2 separate regions of the Mus musculus genome follow, and region 2 is linked to region 1. A link is a contact called in public Hi-C data. All regions are on one chromosome and are shown on one strand. Each heading gives the region's core, a stretch centred on a gene start, on an enhancer-like site or on the middle of the called end of the contact. The rest is flanking DNA. Distances are from core to core; before and after follow the strand shown.

What was found. Hi-C and Micro-C count contacts between places; a contact is called where the count stands out from the background.
Region 2: a Hi-C map of cortical neurons shows a contact between it and region 1, with 3 times the contacts expected there. The contact joins two enhancer-like sites. A contact is called at or near these places in 1 of 15 datasets of contacts at CTCF or cohesin (the NIH/3T3 cell line) and 5 of 484 Hi-C or Micro-C datasets (the C2C12 cell line, cerebral cortex, cortical neurons and 1 more).

Annotation. Positions count from the first base shown.
Region 1 is chr19:54,752,680-54,758,714 of GRCm38.p6, forward strand. Gm41867 (a long non-coding RNA gene) reads right to left here. Exons shown (of 3, transcript XR_877928.2): 3 at 5,924-6,013. Among named protein-coding and RNA genes, the nearest start is that of Gm41867, 5.3 kb to the right of the region's middle. Within about 2 kb of position 4,157, at least 20 of the 459 cell types and tissues checked have an H3K27ac peak or open chromatin away from gene starts, as enhancers often do. A contact at or near this core is called in cortical neurons, where this site is marked.
Region 2 is chr19:55,056,779-55,062,959 of GRCm38.p6, forward strand. No RefSeq gene overlaps it. Among named protein-coding and RNA genes, the nearest start is that of Gpam, 40 kb to the right of the region's middle. Within about 2 kb of position 4,348, at least 37 of the 459 cell types and tissues checked have an H3K27ac peak or open chromatin away from gene starts, as enhancers often do. A contact at or near this core is called in cortical neurons, where this site is marked.

The DNA.
Region 1 (6,035 bases), core at 2,907-5,406:
CTGAATTACCTGGGCTTGCCTTGATTTCCCCCTGCACGGAGAGGAAGCACAGGAGAAAAGATCGGAGCAAGCAGCCCTTCTGCTCTGCCTGCTTCCAAACGTCTTAGGGAATTTCAATACGGAGAGCCTGGCTCTACCCCAGCCAACTTGAGCAGAGTTTGCAGGGTGGTGTCTCAAGACAAGTTGAGAGAAGACTCCCAACTGAGACCATAGCAGGTGCGCCCTCAAGCAGCTCAGAACGCTTCCGGGATTTGCTCTCAGATCCTCTGCTGAGGCAGCTTCTGGAAAAGTTCAGCTAACTCTAGAGGAAGCTTTGGATCTCACACCCTCTGACACAAAATCACCAGGGCAGCTTGGAAACCATGGGGCCTCATCCCAGGGGCTCTACAGCCACCTTCCACAGTAGGCCCAGACTCACCTTCTCTTTTTTTTTTCTTCTTACATTCCCCCCTTCTTTTGTTTTTTCTCACCTTTCCTCTTCTCTCCCTGCCACCTGTGGTCTTCTGTCCTTTCTTTTTCTTCTCCTCCTTCCTCAATTCTCCTTTCCCTTCCCTTCCTCTACAACCCTTCCCTGTCCTCCACTTGTTTTCCCTTCCCTCCCCTCTCCTCCTTGCCTCTTCTCTCAACTCTTCCCTTCCACACCCTCCTTGCCTCTCCTCTCTTCCACTCCCCTCCCATTCCCTCTCTTTTCCTCTTCTCCAGCACCTTTCCCATGTGCAGCCAAGTTTGGAACTTCCAAGTCTCATAGGAGAAGCATTGTGACCATGGCCAGACAGGCCATGAAAAACAGTAGACTGCTTTGGTGGTGACATAGAAACTCAGGTCATTCCAAAAATAGTGGCCACTCCTTAGCCATCAACTCCTGCCTGGTAGAAACCAAATCCTTTCCTGTTCATCCCTCTGAGTTTTTAAGAGAAGACAGAAATATCACTTTTGACTTTAATCATGAAATCCCTTAGCTTTTAAAAGTCTGCCAGTAACACAAAATATAGATATCGCTGCCCAGAAGAGAGCATACCTGTGGGAGGCTGTGGTCCAGAGGCTGTCAGGTTCTGTTTTCTGTTTCCAACTCTGAGCACTGTAGACAGTGCTAGGAGGGCCATTGATGGCTGTCTTGGTCAGGGTTTCTATTCCTGCACAAACATCATGACCAAGAAGCAAGTTGGGGAGGAAGGGGTTTATTAAGCTTATACTTCCACATTGCTGTTGATCAGCAAAGGAAGTCAGGACTGGAACTCAAGCAGGGCAGGGAGCAGGAGCTGATGCAGAGGCCATAGAGGGATGTTACTTACTGGCTTGCTTCCCTTGGCTTGCTCAGCCTGCTCTCTTATAGAACCCAGGTCTACCAGCCCAGAGATGGAACCACCCACAAGGACCCCTCCCGCCTTGATCACTAATTGAGAAAATGCCTCACAGCTGGATCTCATGGAAGCACTTTCCCAATTGAAGCTCCTTTCTCTGTGATAACTCCAGCCTGTGTCAAGTTGACACACAAATCCAGCCAGTACAATGGCAACCTCTCGGTGGGCACTGTCCTGAAATAACTCAGGGCATTATATGCAGGCCCACCTGTCTTCCTCCTCCTTTGTGATTGTTTGCAAGATTTCATGGAAGTTGACCGAATAATACTAGTTGAAGAAACATGTTTTGCAAGTTTTCCTTTGCAGATATTCTTCTGATATTTGTAAGAATTATTTTGATAAATAGCAGCTAATAGTGCTTTGTGTCCTTATCAAATTCATTATCACCAAGTCTTCCTTCATCCAATCCATCTATAATTGTAATATCATTTGTTTTCAAATGTTAACACATGTAAGAATCAACAGAGGCATGTGATAAAATCCCACCCACAGAGCACACTTCCCTTTGTCCATTATTAAAACCATACTACACGAGAGGGGAGATGACTCATTGGGTAAAGTGAGTCTGGATCCCCAGCAAACATGTAGAAAATCCAGGTATGAGAGCACATGCCCAGAACCCTAACTTGAGAGTTCAGAGACAGGTAGTTCCTGGACCCTCAGTGGCCAGCCAGTTGACTTGGAACTGCAATATGCAGAGAGACCAAGGCTCAAAATCCAAGGTGGGGAAACCACTTAGGAACACAGCCCAAAGTCAGCCTCTGGTTTCCATGTATACCTACACAACCAAGCATACTACTCCCCAAAGATGCATGTATATGTATGTATCTGTGTGTGTGTATACACACACACACACACACACACACACACACACATATATATATATATCCATATATATGTGTGTGCATAAGTGTGTGTGTATGTGTGTGTTGTGTATTGTTATACATATATTAACACATATACAAACAGAAACACACACACACACACACACGCATAGCCATACTATTTTTGAGAATGAGAAGGACTCTGAGTTGATGAGTGTAAACTGGTCCATGCAGCCAGTTTATCAGGGCTTCTCCTGCACAAATTATAACTCAGTGGCCTGTGCTGAAGCGGAGGTGCCTGGTTTTCAATAAGGCATCCCCAATTCAACCAGAAAGGAGTGGTCTGTGGGCTACACTTCTGACTTAGTAAAAGCAGAAGATGGTAGAAAACTCCCCATTTGGAAGGTGGAAGCAAAGAGCCTAGGGAGTGGTCGGTCTCCATGAGACTTAGCTGCAGTTTGATGCTTGCTGCATTTTCAAATGAGGGGCCAGTGAGCAGGAAAGGTGGGAAACACATTCTTATTGCTAATCTCACACTTTCCTTTTTCCACACTCCTCACAAAAGTAATTTCTCAGCTCCACTTGATTACACAGTACTTGATGGTCTTCAAGTAGATGCCTAAAGGCAACTGATAATTAATGAGGTGCATAGAAGCACTGTGATGAGCAATGAATGTATGCTGAAAATATGAATATTTATGAAAATATGCTAATGAGCCTTAGCACCCCAAACTAAAAGCACACATCCCGAGGGTTTCCTTCTTGTTTATTATTTTACAGTCAGGTGATGGATAATGAGTTCACTCGGGGCTACCTTCTCATGTTATGAGCCCTGGGGTCTCTGCTGTACCTACTTCAATGGCTGTTTGAGGCCCCATCAAAGGAGGCAGTTTCCAGGAGCAGAATTAGCTAGTGGGATTTACATTGTATTTCTGTAAGTCACAATCACAACATGGTTATATATATCTCTACACAATACAATGTTCAAGAAGTGTGGTGTGTGTGTGTGTGTGTGTGTGTGTGTGTGTGTGTGTGTGTGTGTGTTTAATTGGCCAACTCTTTTCTGTCCAGGATATAAGTGACCTTGGGGACCTGCAAAGGTCACCACATATGTTATATTCTATGCCTTTTCCTCCAAGGGAGCAGACTTCAGTATTTAGAGCCTGCATAGTTGAAGCTGATGCCTAGGTTTGAATCCTGGCTTTACCATTTGTCTTTGTATCCCAGAGCTTTATATGTGTGTACCCCAATTTCCTCCTTTGTAAAAGAAGGGTGACAATCACATTTATGTCATGAGGTTTAATAACTAATAAGCGAATACTCAAGATGTGCTTAGGAGAATGCCTGTTGTGTAGTAAGAACAATGAATATGCACATGTGGTTCATAAATCCTGGCCTCCAAGGAAAAGAGCCTCCTCCATACAGGAAGCAGGCTTAGGGAACTTTGGTCCTCAGTTCTCTGTGAACTGCTTGCTATGTTTCCATTGTGCTATTAAAGCTGCGTGTCAGCTTCCTCATTCACACACCAACACATGCATGTATATGTGTTTGTACACACATACACAGGGCAGGGGGAGGGAGACTACGTAGCTCAGCATTAACTTTTGTTGTAGCCTGTGCCATGAGATTATCTGTTAGTTGATGTTTGATAAGAAATAAAGGAAAGAGTTAAAAAGAAAATGGATTTACCCAGGGAGTTTCCGAGTCCTCATATGGAGTGGATCAGAATGATAAGCCTACCAGTTCCTATTGACACTTATCACAAGAATTGGGTATGTTACTAGCAGCTGTGCCCTGGCTCTTCAGATTCTGTGAGGGAGCAGAGTGAAGCCCGACCTTTCACCTCTTCCTAGTCATTTACCTTTGTCATCAGGAGGGAGGAAAACTTTGCTTCTCCCCCCACCCTGCCCGAGTCATTCTGTGCTGAGACTCACAGGCACCTTTATTTTTGGCTCCCAGCAGCTGCTCTGGGCAGAAAATGCCTGCCAAGCATTCCGCATTGCATCCAGGCAGCTTGAGCTCATGCTCTGCTGAGCTTACATTCTCAGGAAGAGTTAACACAAGGGGACCACAGCATGGCATCCCCTGATGTGTGGAAAGGGTATTCCCAAGGGAGATTAGAGCCTCTCTAGTAATTACAGTCTCTTCTCCTTGGCATAACTTCACAGTTTCGAACTTCTTACACATCCATGATTTCATTTGCAACTTTCAGTAACCTCGAGAGGAAGTCATGACAAGGAGTAGAGTACAATTTTACAAATGACGGCGCTGCAGATAAGAGAGAGGCCAGCCTGTGACTCATGCCAGAATCTGGTCTCTTTTAGATTTTTAGACTTATAAGCATTCCCACAAATAATGCGTTACATTCACACATTGCTTTGATGCCTGTTCCTGGCTAATACAGAAGTGGATGCTCACAGTCATCTATTGGATGGAACACAGGGCCCCCGATGAAGGAGCTAAAGAAAGTACCCAAGGAGCTAAAGGGATCTGCAACCCTATAGGAGGAACAACAATATGAACTAACCAGTACCCCCAGAGTTTGTGTCTCTAGTTGCATATGTAGCAGAGGATGGCCTAGTAGGCCATTAGTGGGAGGAGAGGCCCTTGGTCTTGCAAAGATTATATGCCCCAGTACAGGGGAATGCCAGGGCCAAGAAGCAGGAGTGGGTGGGCTGGGAAGCAGGGTGAGGGGAGGGTATAAGGGACTTTCGGGATAGCATTTGAATTGTAAACGAAGAAAATATCTACTTAAAAAAAAAGGAAATATTAACATAAGCAGAGTCGTCTTTATTTCCAGGAAAGTCTCGTGAGTTAAATGGAGAAGTGTTTTGTTTGACACCAGGTCAGTTACATGACAGTAACAAACACGCCCTGCATGCTCAAACATTCACTTGCTTTCATTTCTTATTCTCTTAATCAGAGTCAGATTATCCTGGGTGATGGTTTTTCTCCCATGTGGTAACTTGGTCGTTCAGTTCTCTTCCATGTCATAATTTCATTTCATATTACATCTTTTTTTCATTTAAAAATATGGTTTTCTTCCTAGTAGCCAAGGAGCTAATGAGCAACAGATGACTGCTCGGGAAACGGGCTCAGTTTCTGGATGCAGTCCCTGAGAAAGCCCCATGCTTCAGTAGATGGCCAGGAAACCCATGCACACACTAACACATTGAGTAGACTCGTGGTATCAATGTCCTGGAAGGACGGCTTCATGACCAGGCCTGCCAATAAATCACATCATTTCTCCTCTCATAAAATTTGTCAGAACCCAATCAGGACCTCAACCTGAATAAAACTGAATGTACTCAAGAAGACTCAACAAAAAAGACCTTGATGAAAACAAAGAATTCTTTCTACAGCCTTAAATTCCATTCATACATGGTCCCAGTTGCCTGTGGGGAGGGAGAGAATTTGATGTTTAAACATTATTGACACGGTGACACGTCTCTGGTATCAACAACATGAATGCAGCAAAACAAAAAACAAACAAACAAACAAACAAACAAACAGAACTATTTCCCAGACAAAGCTAAATGAGATTGTTCTAAATCATCATGGGTGATCAGTTCAGAGGGGATGCAGGCAGGAGGGTAGGATCCCATAGGCATCACAGAGACCCAAGGGGAAACACTACTTACTCGTTTTTCTCATCTTTATCTATAAATGATCTGAGTAGACTTCTAATAATGAAGAATATGCAAAAATAAATCAGTAACAATAGCATCGCATACTCACATAAAGGTGGATAAATTGAGCAGTGAAATAGCTCTGCTGGATACGGAGGATGAATTAACCACGAACACTAAGCTAGGTGCACACTGGAATCTAAAATAGAAAGAACACTGGG
Region 2 (6,181 bases), core at 3,098-5,597, 300 kb after region 1:
ACCCAGCAAGGCCAGGTGGCTTCCATTCCTTCAGTTCACGTTCATCTGATTAAGGGTAGGTACAGTAATTAGAAGCAGGCAAGGACCCAGGAAATGAAAACCTCTAATACAATTCTGTGTGGAGGGGTCAGCATCCACCATGGCAAGCAGCTGGGACTCACGGTCTGGCCTGAGGGAAGCAGAAGGAAGCGCATTCCACGCGTAGGAAAAGCAGTTTAAAGACAGATTCCCCCCAGGTCTCAGTGTTACAGCCCATTCTGGATAGTGAATGCCAGCTCGGAGCCAGACGTCATCCAACCTGGGAATGACAAGGGCTGTGCAAAACTCACTGTGCACGCTTGCTTGCTTCCCTGAGTAGATACCAAGTGCCTTGTCTTTACATTATCCTTTATAATCCTTGAAGCCACTCTATGGAGGTAGTGCGTACCCCCATTTGGCAAAAGAAGTAACTGAGGTTTAGAATGGCTGAGTTGTCACCTGTCTGCACCCAAATCCCACCGGCAGGAGTAAGGCCAAGACTAAAAGCCACACCCATCTGGAACCAGAGTTCTAGCATCTCCTATACCACACCATCTACCCCTTTCCACATCAGCAACCTTGGCTCTTAAAGAAGATCAGCCTCATCCTGACAGGTGAGAATGCACAGGAGCACCAGGGTCCATTAGAACAGATGCTGGACAGAGCAGAGTGAGCAATGGAATGCGGGCTGTGCCTTACTAAATGCATGGCCCTCTCTGCGGCTAGGAATGTGCTCAGAGAGTGAGCGCAGCCATCCCAGATGCTGCAGACCCAGGCCTCTGCGGTGTTGTGGCCCACTACAAGGAGACCCCAGGTCCATAGCTACTTTTGAACCATCTGGCTCAGTTGCCTGTTACACTGCCACGTCAGCCAAGCACAGGGCCTCCAGCAGACACAGTTTAGCGAGTTCACAGCTCAGTGATTCTCTAGATGAATTATCTGCACTCTAGTGCCAGATTTTCCCCAAAACCAGCTGCAGGTGGCTTCTCCTGGTTGCCATCTGTCTTGTCAATAGGACATGATATATAGATCACCATTTTTCCCCTCTGGTACCCACCAGCTGGGCTGTAGTATGTAGTAGTTGTGTAGTAGTTAGTAACTGATCTCTCTCTCTCTCTCTCTCTCTCTCTCTCTCTCTCTCTCTCTCTCGCTCTCTCTCTTCAGTCTGTGTCTTGACCAAACCTTAATGAAGGAAGGATTTGCTCTGGCTCAGTCTATGGTCCATCACTGGAGAAAGGCTGGAGTGTGAGGTAGCTAGCCACATCCTGTCTTTAGTCAAGAAGAAGAGAGAGATGAATGCTAGTCCTGTGTGTTTGCTTTCTTTCTGTCTCTTTTTATTAGTCTTAGGTCCCCAGTTCACAGGATGGTGGCATCTAAATTCAGTGTACGTCTTTCTCAGTTAGATCTCTGTGGAAACATCCTAGCAGGGCACCTCCCCCCAACCCCCAGGTAACTCTCAATCTAGTGACATTGGTATCGGCATTAACCAGTGCATACCCCTGGGTCCTTCCCTACCTCTGCATTCCATTCCAAACTTTCTCATTGGTTCAAAACTTCATAGTCTTTGTGACTCTTTTTAAGCCTAACCTCCTTTGCTCTGCCTGTCACATACACAATTCAAGGTTGGAATGCTGTTTTGTCTATGGGGTTGGGGGAGAACAGTAGAATTCTACCTCCTGAGTGAGACCAGCTTCTGTTGCCCTAAGGTTTTCCAGGAACCTCAGGAGACACTTTTGAGTTATTGATTGCCTGTCTTGGACAAGAAGCCTAGAAGAGAAGCCAGAGAGCACAGAGCAAAGGCTTTTGGAAGTGACCAAAGGTGTGGAGAATCACTCTCAGACACAAATATATGCAAACACACACACACACACACAAACACACACACACACACATACACACCCACACACACATGCTACTCAGCAGGCTGCCCTTTGATTTGTGCTTCCAGATACCACACTCCAAAACCTCCAACCAGAATGTGTTCAAGCCTCAAGGATCACACTCACCAGGTTACCAAAAATACAGGGTGCACTGACAGCTCGGGAGAAAGTCAAAGACTAACCACATCTTTGTCTGTATCCTAACTTGGACGGACTCTTTAAAAGGGGAGAAGGTAACTGAACATTGAACATTGGCTGGAATTAATGCACATGTTTTAGAAGTGATCATGGGACTTGGTTCTTTCTTTAAAAGTCCCATCATCCTCCACAGCTTGAAATATTTATGGGTGAAATGATAGGATATGGGAGATTATCTTGGAGACCGTCCAGAGGTGGGAGAGAGGCAGGGTATAGCTGGGAGGAAACTGAGCTCGGTTTGCCAATAGTTGGCGCCCATGACTGGACTGAGGAACCTGGCAACAAGATACTGCTCTTACCACTCTGATACCTGTTTGGAGCTTCCCATGATGAACAGGATCTTTTTTTTTTTTTTTTTTTTTAAGGGAAGAAGTAAAAAGTCTCAGCCCAGGAAGACTCCAGACTGAAACATTCCCACTCTCTCCAAGACTGTCTCAGAAGCAAGGAACAGTGCTTCCTGCTTCCCAGGACAAGCAGCTGATAAGGTCACCGTATTCATGGTCTACTAGCTATAGACTTCCTGAGAGGTGGGGTTACCTGAAGCTGTGTGGATTTGTCACATAGCCTGGGCATCCCCTTGAGTGCCCTCCCCAGCCTCTAGACTGCACTATGTCCAGCAAATATGTTTGGCTGGCTAGAAAAATGAATGGCAAACTCCTAGCCCTTTGGGTACCATTTGCAGACATAATTCTTCAATATATAAGACAAAAGTCTACCTCTGTTGCTTCCTTGCTGTGTGGCTTGGAGCAAGAATCTTAACCTCTCTGATTCTCCTCTCATATAAATCATACTGGTAAATCGCCTCCTGGCTGCTGGCTTTCCTCATAGCTTTAGTTGCTGTTCCCTGGGAAGAGCAGATATGCACTGGTGGGAACCACCAAGGCAACTCCCTGGGTGTCCCTAAAGGCCCTCAGCTTCAAAGGTGCCAGCAATGTCAACCTTGGTACCTACTTCCTGGTGTTCCATGGTGGCACTGCACAAAGACTTCAGGTCCTGGGCAAGTTTCATCTCCAAGGTTCTTGTAGTGGAAAGCATCAGCCAGTGTCATTATAAAGCAAATATGTTAACATTTCAGACTAACCTACTACCAAACCAAACCAGAGAGGGGTATTGGGGACCCAGGGCTGCTGCAGGAAGCAGGGTGCCTGACCACAGTAGACAGAAGTTTCATCTACTGCAGGAAGAAGATCCAGTCTGGCTGCAGTGGCTTTGACAAGCAGGTCTGCCAGCTGATGCCTCACACAAGACCATGGTACAGCCCTGAGCAGAGGACAGCCTATATAAAGTCAGTCCTCCAGAGCCCCTCCAACCTCAGTCTCTACAGTGTATAACACCTGTCTATACCTACCACTGACGATGCTTGCAAGGACCCTGAATGGACCTTAGGATCCTGTGGAAAGGCCAGAAAAGCTGTGGCTGAATAGCCTCTGAACAGGCTTGCAACTGTCCCTCACTGGTGTCCCTGACTCCTCCAAAAAGCTCGGCAGAGGACAACTGAAGGCCAAGCTGAGTCCAGTTTCCTGGCCTAGAATAGCCTAGCAGAAGGAACGGGCTCAGAAAGCTGGAGAGAGCCATCATTACCTATCATAGCCTGGTTCCGGAACACCCGGGCTGAGTGGAGGTGCTGAGCTCTGAGAGATGGATCAAGCTAGGCCTGGAGGGATTAAAGAAGGAACACAGGCCAACACCACAGCTCTGCTGGTAAAGCCATTTGCTGCCAAGCCTGTGACTCATCCCTGAGACCCACTGTCCCTGACCTCCATGCCTACCCACCACCCCACTGGACACACACACACACACACACACACACACACACACACACGCACGCACGCACACACACACACACACTAAATAAAAATCTAATTTGAAAGAAAAAATATAAATAACATGCTAAAGATGCCTTATCGTGTCCAGGGAGTTCATGCTCTACAAACAAAGGCCATAGGGAGGGGCAGGCTCTTGGGAAAGTCAACTCAGGTGTGAGGGTAACTATCGATCATTCCCCTATCATTCCCCACAGCAGCCCAAGTCCCCAAGCTCCAGCCAAAAGCCACCCTCCCCAGAGCTGCCTCTGGCAATGGTGAGACCGGATCTGGGCATAAAATGTCCTAGGAAATGACAGCCACATTTGAGCAGGAAATGAGTTAAGGGATTTAAGGGGATGATAGAAAATAGTCTGCAGACCTTGGACCCTGAGACTCCCCAAACTTCACACTTTTCCAAGCCGGCGCCAACACCAAGCTAAACTGAAGAACGCCTCCGCCCTCTAGTGGACAGAATGGCCATAGTCCTGGTGGTTCCAGGTGCCCTCTTCCTTCAGTGTGATAGAGAGGACCCAGAAAAGGACAAGCAAGAATAAAACTGTGGACCATTGTCTCCGGCCCCTATTCCCTTCCCTCGTTCTTCCTCACCAGTCCCCCATTTTCCCACTGATCAGACATCCACCCTTCCCAGCTTGCTCGTTTGCTCCCACATAAAACTCACTCTGTGAATGAATAAAGGAGCTTAAAATGGGAGCCTCACCTGGAGAAACTCGGTTTCAACTGGCAGAGCCTGGGCTCAAAGTCAAGTTCCCATACAGTGGGCACCAAAGAGGTATTTCCGGGTGGCTGGGAGGCACTTAGGTCCTCGCCATAGACTTCAGAAATCATTTGCACTTCGTTTTCCGATAGGACAAGGGTGGGTGGACCAAAGTGAGGAATAAGACAGACCCTGAGCTCCGTGATAGGCTTTGGAATCCCCAGGGCACCAGGGAATGGACCGGTCCCGCCCCTCACTTTCTGCAGTCCCTGCAGACATTCCTGCCTAAGGGTCCCTAGACAGCAGGTGCCCTGTAGCCACTGGAATCTCCAGCTTCCCGCAGACTTCCAGCTGCCCGAGCAAAGCCCTCTGCCACGCTCCATGCCTCAGCCCTGTCTCTTGTCTTTCGCTGTCCCGGCTTCATCTGAGGCCATCCTGGGGTCTGGTAGTATGTGACAAGCAACATGTTCGCCCTAGTTGTCTGGACAGCCTCGGCCACTCCTTCCCTTCCCTTCCCTTCCCTTCCCTTCCCTTCCCTTCCCTTCCCTCCCCTCCCCTCCCCTCCCCTCCCCTCCCCTCCCCTCCCCTCCCCTCCCCTCCCCTCCCCTCCCCTCCCCTCCCCTCCCCTCCCCTCCCCTCTCCTTTCCTTTCCTTTCCTTTCCTTTCTTTCCTTTTTTAATTACCTACATCGTGGCTTAGAACCCGCTGATGAAGTTCTATCACCACCTAGTGGTCAGATCCAAAATGTGTGGCATGGCCACACCCAGCGTTTTGGTACAGGACCACCTGATCGAAGAAAATGAAAATTAATGTATGCCTTTAAGACAGGATGGGGGGGGGGGGAATCCCAAAGCCTGTTTATGCAGAGGTTGAACCAGTGCCTGTCAAATGATGGCAGAGGAAGGAGTGGGCAGGCAGAAGAAAACTTAGTTTGCCAGGTATTCTCTTCGGAGACAGCACCCTGAGCTAACATTTATGACGCTGCCATCATAAGCCAGGCTGGGGTGCATCCGGCGTGTTCACGCTAACGTGTTGTCACCTGCTAGGTGAAGACGGAGCATCAGAAAACAGGTTCAAGATCCAGTGGCTGCTGAGTGTGGAGCTGGGACTTGAACCCAGGAAGTCTTAACCAGGTTCCGCGACTGAGTAGCAACGCTTTGGTCACCTGGGCACAATATCATGCAAACAAAGACATCAAAGGCAAAGCTAACTGTAGATGGGCTGTGTCTCCAGATTCTAATGCCAATTTCTATGGGTCCAACTTTTTGTCGACACCTTAGGCTCCGTGCCAAAAGAAAACAATTAGAAAGACACCAGTGCTCTTCCCTTGGCGGCCATCTTTTCTTCCCCGAGATCCCAATGGTGAGACTGGCTCTTCTCACCTGCAGCGGTGAGGCTAGGGTTCCCCCTCACACAGCCACAGCTGCACCCCTTTTGCCCTGGCTGGGTCCTGACATGGGGCATCATGTTTTGGAAATAATAATTTTCTTCTTCCTAGTGCATCTCCATCCTTACTCCTTCCTCGCCCTGCACCCGAGATGAGACTTAACATACTAGTCCTGAAA